Regions from separate parts of the Rattus norvegicus genome. Here region 1 is linked to region 2. Evidence: chromatin contacts called from public Hi-C data. All regions are on one chromosome and are shown on one strand. Each heading gives the region's core, a stretch centred on a gene start, on an enhancer-like site or on the middle of the called end of the contact. The rest is flanking DNA. Distances are from core to core; before and after follow the strand shown.

Evidence for each region. Hi-C and Micro-C count contacts between places; a contact is called where the count stands out from the background.
Region 1: a contact with region 2 is called in a Hi-C map of liver, with 4 times the contacts expected there. The contact joins two enhancer-like sites. A contact is called at or near these places in 4 of 12 Hi-C or Micro-C datasets (the Rat2 cell line, kidney, liver and 1 more).

Annotation. Positions count from the first base shown.
Region 1 is chr2:212,462,745-212,468,523 of GRCr8, reverse strand. No RefSeq gene overlaps it. Among named protein-coding and RNA genes, the nearest start is that of F3, 46 kb to the left of the region's middle. Within about 2 kb of position 1,418, at least 9 of the 93 cell types and tissues checked have an H3K27ac peak or open chromatin away from gene starts, as enhancers often do. A contact at or near this core is called in liver, where this site is marked.
Region 2 is chr2:212,334,486-212,340,356 of GRCr8, reverse strand. It overlaps LOC134485682 (a long non-coding RNA gene), which reads left to right. Exons shown (of 2, transcript XR_010063939.1): 2 at 1-82. Among named protein-coding and RNA genes, the nearest start is that of Slc44a3, 25 kb to the right of the region's middle. Within about 2 kb of position 4,251, at least 28 of the 93 cell types and tissues checked have an H3K27ac peak or open chromatin away from gene starts, as enhancers often do. A contact at or near this core is called in liver, where this site is marked.

The DNA.
Region 1 (5,779 bases), core at 169-2,668, 130 kb before region 2:
CTTCAAGGTCAAGTATCGGGGAGCTGGTAAGACTAGGACAGTTGTGTGTGTGTGTGTGTGTGTGTGTGTGTGTGTGATTTGTTATTGATATTGGATGGTCTCTATAGTGCAAGCCCAAAGACATCAAGGGATCACCTGAGGGGGGCCCCAGAAAAGGTGTGAGAAAGTAAACGGTTCCTACAGATTCAGGAGCCACCTAAACAAAAGGTGAATGGAGAAAGGACAGCATGTGAGAAGTGTGCAAACAAAGATGGCTTGCTATGACGACTTATATTACCCACCTTTCCATCTTTCTGACCATGAAGATGGAAAGCACTCCCCCCGTCTGTCAGGCAGTGAGCTTTTTCTCCTTCCCCTAACCCCTAAGGTCTCACGTAGCCTACGGCTGACCTGGGATTCATTACGTGTAGCCCAGGATAACCTTGAAATTCAGATCCACCAGCCTCCACCTCGACAGTGCTAAGATTACAGGGCTGCACCACCATGCCCAGCGCTTAAGGCTCTGTGGATGGATCCCAGGTCTCCATACACGCTAGGCTAGCGCTCTACCATCTGAGCTATGTCCTGCAACTTCGTGGCAGTTCTGGTGAATGGACGGTGTGTAGAGGGGATGGGTGGGCCTGGCCCATAAGCAGGCTTTCAGGTGTCCTCTTTACCTAGTGCACGATTTTAGCTTGTTGAACCAGAGAAATCAGGTCACAAGAGAGCTCCTGTGTCCCCTGAAGTGATTCTCAGTGAGGGGGCAGCTAGTAAGGAACTGAGGCCAGGGAAGTGACCCTTCGCCAGCCCACCAGAGTTATGTGCCATGAGATAGCAACCATCGATCTGAAGGTCCTCCTGGCTCCGTCTCTCCCTTCTTCCAGCCTTCTGTCTCTAATGCCCAGACACCTCTGTCCCTGTCCTCTTTCTTGCTGTCCCTTCTTTGCTTTCCCTTCTCCTCTCTGGGGTTTCCCGCCCTCATATCCCTTTAGCCATGTTGTTGATTGCAGGCCCAGGGCAGAGGGCTCCAAGAGCAGTTACCAACCAGGTCACTGGTTTGAACCTGCCCAGTCAGTATAACCTTCAACAACTTTGTTCTTGGTGAGAGTTAAACATTCACTCAGAATTAGCTGCCAGTGTTTCCGTGACTATCAGCTCCTGCTCCTGCTCCTTTTAAGCTGGTTGCTGACTACAGAGGAGGAAAAAGGATCCAGATGAGGACCCTGTCTTCAGGCCCATTAGCCCAGGACCTCTCAGCAGGTCTGAAAACCAGTGGTAAAACCTGCAGCCCCGAGCTGCCTTTCCTTGCAGGCTCCGGCTTTTCCATTTAATGTTGGCCACACTCCACTGCGTGTGTCAGGCAACACGAGGGACACTGGAAGCTCAGTGTAGATGGTGCAAGGTGGGATTGCCACATCAGAGCTGAGGAACAAAAGAAAATGGCTCATGTGTGCTGGCCGAGGCATCCCAGGCAGCTGGCGAGCCAGCCAGCATGACACCTGTTTATACTGTGGCAAAGCTAATGGGTTCATGGGATTCCTTCTGTGACAGCTTTTATAAACAGACGGGCCTGCATCTTTTTCTGGGAAATGATGGGCGAATCCTCAGGCTTCCGTGGACAGCCCTGGAGTTACAGACTCCATGGAAGCAAAACACTGGAAAGATATTTTCCTGAGCTCTGGTGTGTATAGTGTGGTTTAGGCACAGAAATGGCAGCAGAGAGGAGAGTGAATAAATGATCTTTCAGGAAGGTAATCCTCAGAATAGAAAGGGATTTGAGGGAGGAAGAACGAGATCATCAGGAAGGGGTGTAGGAGGGGCATTTACTGGGTACCTTCTAGTCACTATTGCTGACTCTCAGATTCCATTGGAAACCTCGGGAAGATGGTTTTGTAACACTGGTACTCGGCCTGTGCAGAGCTGCATGTTCAGGGCAGTGAGAATTAAGGTATTTGCAGCCAAAGTTCAAGGTTCAGGCTAGTAGATCTTGTAGGTCAAAGGTCCAGGCCCACCTGCAGGTTGCTATCTTTTACCAATCAGGATATTTACAAAATATTTAAATAGATACTAAAAAGTTAACTTGATTGGTCCCATATAATACACACACATGTGATATGTGTATATGTGTGCATATATGACATATATAACATATGTGACATATATTTGTATGTATGTGACATATATATTTGTATGCATGTAAATACATACATACATACATACATACATACATACATACATACACACACACACAACCATGGCTCCATGCTGCCCCAGCCTTGAAGCACTTGACCCCTGAGATATCAAGGCTGGGGACTCTGTCCATCTGTCACTTTGTGATGAGACAAAAGGTGTCATGAAAACAAAGATGAGAACTCACCAGATTGTATGCCACAAAGACAGGCCAACACCGTCAGCATCTTAATCTTCAATTTCCATACCCCAGAATCATGAGAAAATAAAGTTCTGTTGTTTGAGTCTCTAAGGAGGAGAGGAGAACAATTTTACCTCTTTTCCCAAGTGGAGGAAGTAGGGTTCACAAAATCATGCACCACATACTAGTTCACACAGCCAAGAAAATCTGCAGTGAGAAACAGAATCTACATCCGTGTGAGGGTCTGAGCCAGAGTCCTGCTGCCATATCAGATGCAAAGCAAAACCTACATTGGCCCGCTCTGCTGCCGAGTTTTTCTTGACCAGCAGTGGCACAGACGGCGGTTCTGACTTTGGATTGTAGCATCAGTGCAATCTTTGTGTGTGGGAAAGTAGCATTGTGTGCTTAACAATAATTGTTATATATTTTATATTATAATTTTTAATAATTTATATTTGTTTTATAGTTTGTAATTTATATAATATATATAACTTAAAACTGTTTTATAGTATTCAAACTTCTTGGATCTTTACCATTTAATGTTGACCACACTGTTTAGGTACCATTATTAAGAGAGCTTTGGAAACAATGACTTAGTGCGATTGGTTGAAGGTTGGGCACATGACTAAGCTGGCCAATCAGAGCAAAGGGGCTCTAGAATGTTTGCTGCCCGGAAAGGAAGCTGGCTGATGCTCTCTTGTCGGGATTGCAGATCTGGTCAGAAGTGTTGGTGGCTACCTTTGCCTAACCGGGGAAAGCTGGTCTTAGTGTGGAGCCCATGCAGAGGAAAGTGCTCCTAGAGAAGAGGAAGGAAGCCAGGACTCTGACACATAATCTGGGCACACAAGTCCAGCAGTGTCAACGGCAGGCTCTCCTGAACATCTCATAAATCTGATCAAGCTTAAGATAGTTTCTGTCTCTTTATTTGGTTAAAAGTCCCCACTGTCAAAGGAAGTAGTCCTGAAGCCCATGATTCATCGCGGTGAACCTTACTGACCATTTCTGAATTGTGGCTTCTGGGAACACAAGAATCCAATCTCAAGAGCTTAAAAAAAAAAAAAACCAACAGCAAAGTCTTTATGTAGCGGTGAATAGTGATAAAGACAATAACTGTAGCGTCGGATTGAAGGCCTCACTACGAACTAAACTGTTGTTTTCCTTTCCCAGTCTCTCGGTGCAAAGGGTAGAGGAACCTTTAGAACCCGGAAGAAGAGAAAGGTGCCATTCGGAGACACTGTTGGAGAGGAGACAGGACCTTTGCAAGAAATGCATGTTGGGCAACATTAAATATGATGCTAGGCATTAGGTGAGAGGTCAGAAACGAAAACGGAGCCCTGGGGGATACACATGCAAGTGAAAGGAGACTGGGGCAGGGAGAGCCGGCCGGGGCTGGAACTGCACGTGCAGCTCACCCAGGGGATGGAGAGCAAGGTTTGGCAGACTGCTACGGCGTTTAACCTACTTAGCCCAGTGTTGTCCAAGGAAAAATACCCCACATAAAAATCATCTTCATATATGTTCATATTATTTATAAAAAAAAAAAAAAAAGCTGCCTTTGGCCAGTCTGATCATAGTACATTTTACTTTGTAAACAATTTCCAGCTGTCTGAGACGGGAGAATTTTTCACATGTAATCCAACAGGCTAAGTTTGGAATCAAAACAGCACAACATGTCATCCCAGAGGTTATGACTCAAATATCACATCAGAGCAGAGCCTTGTCAGCCTTGTGTGTATATCTAGGGTCTCGAGAGATTGTTTTGAGAAGGCTGCAGGCTGGGAAGGTCACCACAGGAACAGATCTTATGCCGATATGGAACGACTGGTGGAAACGTCTAAATAAGGATTTTCTTTTTCTTCCTGGCATGGGCATCATGGGCTAACCTCTAATTATACAGGAGAGCAGAGACAGAGAGATACATTGCATTTCTAAGTTAAATGCAAATGTTCTGGATTATCGCAACGGACCGACCACCATCGCTACTTCTCTTGAGAAGAGCCATGGCGGTGCTACCAGTGTTTGTCAGCAAAGTCCCCCCATACCTCTGGCCATATTCCAAACTACCTCTAACAGATATACCACCAGAGGACAGCCCCTTTGTGTCTGGGGTGTTAGCTTTGTGAAAAAAGCTCAAGGACACCCAGCCAGTGACAAACTTTTCCATTTTCAGTGTTCGTTGATCAGAAAGGCAAGGTAGGCTGCTGAGTCTGGATCGTTGCCTCCCGGTGGCCTGTGACTGCTTCCTCGAAAGCACCAGTTTATCTAAATGAAAATCATGCTTTCAGCCTTTGGGAAGATAAACATCTGAACTACCAAGAGACATGGAGAGGATTCTGGAAGGTGTCTAGAACTATGGAAAAAGTGTAGTGTAGTCATGAAATGCAGGACAGTGATGGCATCTGGGGACGAGGCTCTAACCCTACCCTATCAGCTACACATGAGACTTGTGACAGGTTGCCTAATCTCTCTCAGCTTCTCCATGCTCAGCTGTAAAGCAGGATAATCTGTTACTGACAAAGGGGATTGCACAAAATCCAGGGAAATCTCTGCTCATTCTTGGCTTGTCATAAGGACTTGATAGATTGTAGTTATTACGGTTGTCGAGATTGTTTTCCTACAGAAAGCAGAACAAACACTTGATAAAGTAAGCCTTTCTGGGTAACAGAGTTGTGGGAGAAGGTGAAGCCAAAAATATTTATTAACACACCCACCTTGATAATGTCAGGGTTTCGAGATATAACAGTGGCACCAGGAAACAGTCCAAAAACGTACACAGGATGGCATGGGCGGTAAATAAATGGAACATATTCCAGAAGTAAGAATTCAAAGCGTTTAAGGTATTGGAATTCAGAGTGGGTCTCCTTGCCCACCAAGGAGGCCAGCCAATCTGGAACTCATCAGAGATCAAAAAGATGCCTGAAATTCCTCTGCCTACTCCTGCAGCCCCACTTGAGGGGCTTAGCTGAGGATCACTGAGTGCCTGCCATTCTATATGTTAGATCCTTACAAAGAAACCTGGGCTTGCCTCTGCAGAGAGCGGGTTAGAGGCAGCTCAGAGTTTGCAGGCTGTGTGCTTTGAAGTAAGAGAGAGCCACAACTTAAACAAACAGGCAAACTAACAAATCCCATATTTCCTAGGCTTGTGCTTCCTGTCAGAGCCCCGATGAGCTGTGTCTAGGGACTCTGCAGAGACCTAGAAGAAACTTCTTAGAGACAAGGAAGAGGGACACACATGTCAGGTGATGTCCCTCTCAGATACATTTGAACACTGGCCCACACAAAGACTAGTGATGCTTTCGTATTAATAGCTAATAACATTACTAATACTAATGATTAATTAGTAATAATAGTCACTGTATAAACTGATGACCTGATCCCTCCATGGTCTGGTTAAGGGGAAGGTTTTTATTGTAGATTCAAGGGGAAGGC
Region 2 (5,871 bases), core at 3,002-5,501:
TCTGCGTTCTGCTTAGTCACACGTTACAATAATGCATTAGAAAAGACAGATAACAAGTTTTCTGTGGCAGAATTTTACACTGGAAGAATTGTGAGTGGTCCCTTAGTCTAAGATCCCTCCCAGACCTGGAATCCCTTGCAAGCCTTCTGGTGTCTGTTTGAAGTCCTCAGATGCTGGGGCCCTTGCTAACTCCCTGGAAACCTTGTTTATTCTTTAAAGGTTCTTCCTTGTCTTCTAAATCCACCACAGATGAAGGGAAGGTTTCCTTTTGTTATGTGTGCTTTGCTACATCAAAAAAATGTTCAAAACTTGTCATTGGCAGTTTTGGACACCGACTGTGTGCTGAGTATTATCTAGAGCACCGGCACAGAGCAGAGGCCGAGAGGTAAGGTTACCAGCCCAGGGAGTGTTTACTGTCTAGCTGGGAGGAATCCTCTACCCATATTTCCCTCCTAGTTAAACAGATACACTGTCAGTAAGCAGATGGGAAGCAGCCAGCATCGGCTCAGGCACAAGAATATGTAGGGATTAGTTGTAGATCTCTAGAAAGTATTGGACTGTCCTATGAGGCGCTGTGTCCTAGCTCCGCACTGCTTGGACATTGAAGAAATGTAACGTTTTGTCATCCCTAAAGCTGGCAGAGCCAGAGAGTCCATGTAAATAGAAATAAAATGGGCACATCTCAGCAGACTTTTATAAATGTCTGTTTATGCTGTATGTGTGTGTATACATGTATGCGTGTATAGACATGTATGTTTATACACAGTGTACAATACACGTGCACACTCCTTTGTTATTCAAGCACACACCTACAGTAACAGAGAGGTGGAAAGATACTGGATCCCTTGCTTTTCTCCTTGTTATAAGCAGCAATTTAAGGGAGAAAAGATTTATCCTGGCTCATTGCTTTTGGGATGCAGTTCTTCTGCTAGGGAAGGCACAGCAGCAGCAGCTCAGGGGGGTAGTGCGAGCCCGAGGCTGAGGCTTCTTCCCTCTTCACATCATGGTGGAAAGGAAAACAGTGGATGCGGGCACTCGTCCGGCTTCCTATTTTTTTTTCCTTTTTCCTCAACCTGGGTCCCCGTGATGGTGCCAGCCGTGTTCCAGGTACGACTTCTCCCCTCAATTAATGCTACACACTTCTGAGTATCTGGGTGATTCCAATCCCAGTCAAGCTGATGAGGAAGATCAGCCATCACAAACACCCGTATCTCACTTTCAAAATTATCATGTCTAGGCAATGGGTTGTAGGTCCTTTTCTCTTTGTACTTCAGGATTCCTTTTCTGCAAGTGAGAAGTATTTACTTTCAGCAAAACAACAACAATAAAAACCAAACAAACAAAGCAAGCAGAACAGACCCAGTCCTGTTGAAAGTTTCACTCCACAGGCCTTCCGCTTGGTTCCTCCTGGCAAACCCCGTGCCCCACCTCTTTCCCAGCAAATAGAAGACTCTCAGCTCAAGCACCAACTCGGAGCGGGTACACGCATGTACAGTGGCGTCCCCACCTCTGCCAAGCCCTGCAACCCTCTCCCTCTCTCTGTGCTCCTGCAGAGCGTGTACACACATGTACAGTGGCGTCCCCGCCTCTGCCTTGTCGGTTCGCCTGATTGCAGTACACACAGACTGGCCCTGGCGGGGCCTTTAGTCTGAGCATGATGTCACACCCTTAAGCAAAAAGTCAGAAGGTTTGTGATGCTCGAGGAGCCTCACGTGGGTCATCCTCATAGCTTCCCACGGGCTTCTCTTCTTGCCTCCTACCATGCTCTCCTACTCCCCAACCTCCGCTGAAGTCCCTACAGCCCATCAAATACACCATGCCTTAGTCCATCCAGGAGCTTCTATAGCGTGGATCCAGTTTATTTGCTCATTTCTCTCTATATATGTATATATAATATATTATTACATATAATATCTATTTATTGTGTTATATTGTTATATTATATATTATACATGTATACCTTATATTACATAATATATATGTATATTATATTATATGTCATATTAAAATATAAATGTAATATTCATACATTTATATGAATTTATAATATTTAACAATTATAAATTATAAATATATAATTATATACACTATATAATTTATATAAATATATTTTAATATAGAGGTACTATATTTTAAATAGTATGTATAGTATATATAATTAATGCATATAGGTATATATTTATATATACATTAAATATTGAATATGTATATTTAAGATCATGCTTCCCACCCAGGGAATTTCTAAAAATAACTACAAGCCATTCACATATTAGCTTCATAGCCACCACTGTTGTGTTGTGCCCATCAAAATCTCTTTTCTCTGAGGCTTCCTGAAGCCCCAACACCCTTACCTCTCTTGGTCACAGGGATGTGCTTTAATGCAAGGGCAAATTTCAATGTGACTCGAGTCATGTTGTGCTAACCTCTGTATCTTGCCGTAGTAGCTACTCGATAAAGGTGTGTTGGTCTGAAGTAATTAGGGAATAAATGGATGGGGGGAAAATGCTTAGCCATGAGGGAGATACAAGTCAAAACCATATTTCAGAATGGTTAGCGTTTAATTAGTTAATGATTAATAATTAATACAAGCAGAAGTGTTAGTGAAGCGTGGGGGTGGGGACGAATCTGCTTACACTGCTGGTGAGCACAAATCAGTGCAGCCCCTGCGGAACTCAGAGTTCACTGAAATGGGGAGCAGCCCCGCCGGGCTCAGTGGGAAGGGAGAGTGTGCCCGTGCATCAACAGAATGATTCGGTCTTCTGTTCAAACGTCTTCTTAAAATGCTATACCTTTGATTAAGTGGTGTTCTTTTAAATGTTGTACAATGTGGGTTCGAATCTTAGTTCCACCTACTACCCATGAGACTTCAAACAGGTTATAAAGCTCAATATACCTCACCCAACTAGATGAGACCAGTAGTTTCCTGTAAAAATGTCACGGGGATTCAGCAATGTCACAAACAATGAGTCCCAGCCCTGTGCCTGGTACTTGCTAACTAGCTAATCAGTAGTAGTGTATCAAGATGTCCCTGCTGTCTCTGTGTTCAGACACCACCCTAAGGGCTAAAGGATTTTGTCTTGCACTCAGGCAGATAAACAACTCACTCTGATATGTTTTGATAAGATAGGACCACAAAGCTATAGGAACCAGGGTGAGTCAATTCCTAGAAAATGTGGTCTCTTCACGGAGCTTCAGAGTTTAAGTAGGATTTCATCAGGACAGAATAGGCTAGACATTCCAAGCAGACATTCCTACATCAAAGAAAGGCTAGGAGGACCCAGCAGGGTGAGGTTGGGCTGCGGCTCCTCCCGCTTCATTTTCTAGTAGCCTGCAGAGAATCGCTTTCTTCTTTCTTCTGGGCTCAGCAAACCTAGCCAGGGGCGAGGGGCTGATAGGAAGCTCCTTCCAAGGACAGAGAGTGTGGGACCCTCACAGACTCACTGCTGCCTCTCTGATGTGGGGGACACCAGGCCGAGTGCACCCTTCAGTCATCTAACGTGTCTGACTGCTGGTGGAAAGGGCAGAATTGCTAAGAGCCCAGCAAGGGAAATGGTGGGAAAGAATTCTTCTTAGAAACCTGGGCCAGCCTTCCCAAAAATCTCAGGACAATCCACAGTCGCTTGGCAGCCTGGCTGAGGTGGCCCAGCAGCTGAGGCAGTGCCAGCAAGCCTCCCATGCAGCTTTTCGCCACAAAGTCCCTGTTTCTTTTGGGTGCCAGCCATCTCCACAAGTCACACATGAGGTTTAGTACCAGAAGCGGAAAGTCACACAGACTGTAATACTTACGACCTTCCAAACATAAGCCTTCGCCTCCACGACTGGCAAGGAGATGCAGGGGTGGGGGTGGGGGAATAATGCCTGGCTCTGGGGAATTGTAGATGCAGCTGTGTATTTATTTATACATTTGGGGAAAGGGCATTCCGGGGATGTAATCATCTCATCGCCGGTGTAATTTGGGGCTGAAACTTGTAACTGTGCTAACGTTCCCTGCATTTTCTCCAACCCCTTATTTCAATCAAGAAACCAAGCTTCGTCTTTCTTATCCAGAGCTTTGGTAAAGTGGAGAGCAGACTCCTTACCAGAACAATAGAGACCAGAGGCATGGGGCAGGAAGAGCAGTAAGTTAAAAATGCACTTCCAGACACTGGCTCCATGCTCGCCAAGGATTGCTGGGACCAGAACTTAGACCTGAAGGGAATACAGAGAGCCCAGCCAGCTGCCTAGGCCAACAGCTAACTAGGCAGTACTTAAAGACAACTCAGAACTCAACGAGACTCTCCATGACTTAGTACCGACATCTCCCGGTCAAGACAGAGTCCTTCAAATGACTGAGCTGGAATTTCCTCCTAGACAAATAAAACAGGGACTAAATGAGCACTCTTTGCCAGTAAAAGCAGCCTTTCCTCTCACTCCCACGTGGAGAGCTTGTGACTGCCCCCGCCTGAGGAAACTGTAATGAACCTTCCTGAATGAACCTGGCCAGACACTTGTGATCTCAAGGCCCACTGCCTGGTCCTCATTGCTTCTAAATTCCCAAGTTCAAGTCCCAAAGAAGAGGTACAAAGTGAGATCGATAAGAAGGTGTACTTACATCCCAAGAAAAGGTACATATACTTAGATTCCAATCTATAAGGACAGAAGTCTAGGGACTATGTTTGGGAATGGACATTAAGAATATGGGGTGGGGGAAGAGGTAGAGGGGAGATTGGGAGGAGAGGTAGGAGAAAAACTGAGGTCGGGGATGTAATATATGAAAGAATAAGTTAAACACACTGAACTGGAAGAAGAACGAATATAGATGAAGTTAGATGAGGCCCAATTGGTTGTCGTGGTCTGCAAAGCAGAGATTCTGCATTTAGTGCTGTGGTTTGCTGAGGAAAGGTTCCAGGTAGAGGGTCTGCAAAGACATGCACCATGGAGGAAAGGTAGCTCTGATGTCGGAACTATGTTTCCTTTCCTCTTTTGTTTCAATAATGGGGACTGTTACCTCTGTCTCCTGCATGCCAGACAAGCTTTGTACCCCTGCACTCCAGTCCTTTTAAACCTTCTGTTTGGAAGTGAACAAGGGTCTCATTGCACTTTCCAGGATGACCTTGAATTCACTCTGCAGCCCAGGCAAGCCTTGAACTTGTAACCTCCCTGCAGGAAGAGGCAATACCGCATCCCTAGGGGCTCTGCAGAGAGCAATACCACTGTGGAAGGTCAGAAGAATGCTGGTCCTGCCTCATTCCTGCCTCATCTTCAGCTTGCTTATTTAGCAGATTCGGAGAACAGACAGCGTAGAGAGTGACAGTGGATCATAATAACCTTAGTCAGGTTATGGCTCCAGGGTAGCTGAGCTTCAAGATGTGGCAGCATGTGCCCCGATACCACTGTGGTATGCGACTCCTGAGCCAGCAATGCTTTTGTCTCAACCATAAAAGACAAGGAGGAGGAGGAAGAGGAATAGGAGGAAGAAGAGGAGGAGGAGGAAGGGGAGGAGAAAGAGGAGGAGGAAGAGGAGGTGGAAGAGGAGGAGGAAGAGGAGGAGGAAGGGGGAGGAGGAGGAATAGGAGGAGGAAGGGGAGGAGGAAGAGGAGGAGGAAGGGGGAGGGAGAAGGGGAGGAGGAAGGTGGAGGAGGAAGGGGAAGAGGAAGAGGAGGAGGAAGAGGAGAAAGAGGAGGAGGAAGAAGGGGAGGAGGAAGGGGAGGAGGAAGGGGAGGAGGAGGAGGAGGCCCTCGCCTCACCCCACATACAATTCAAAATGGAGGACAGATTTGTTTATTCTTTCTTCATGTATTTCATGTGTTTTGCTTACATGCACACGTGTATACCATATGAATAAGTGCTCCCTGTGGACATCAGAGGAGAGCACTGGATCCTCTGGAACTA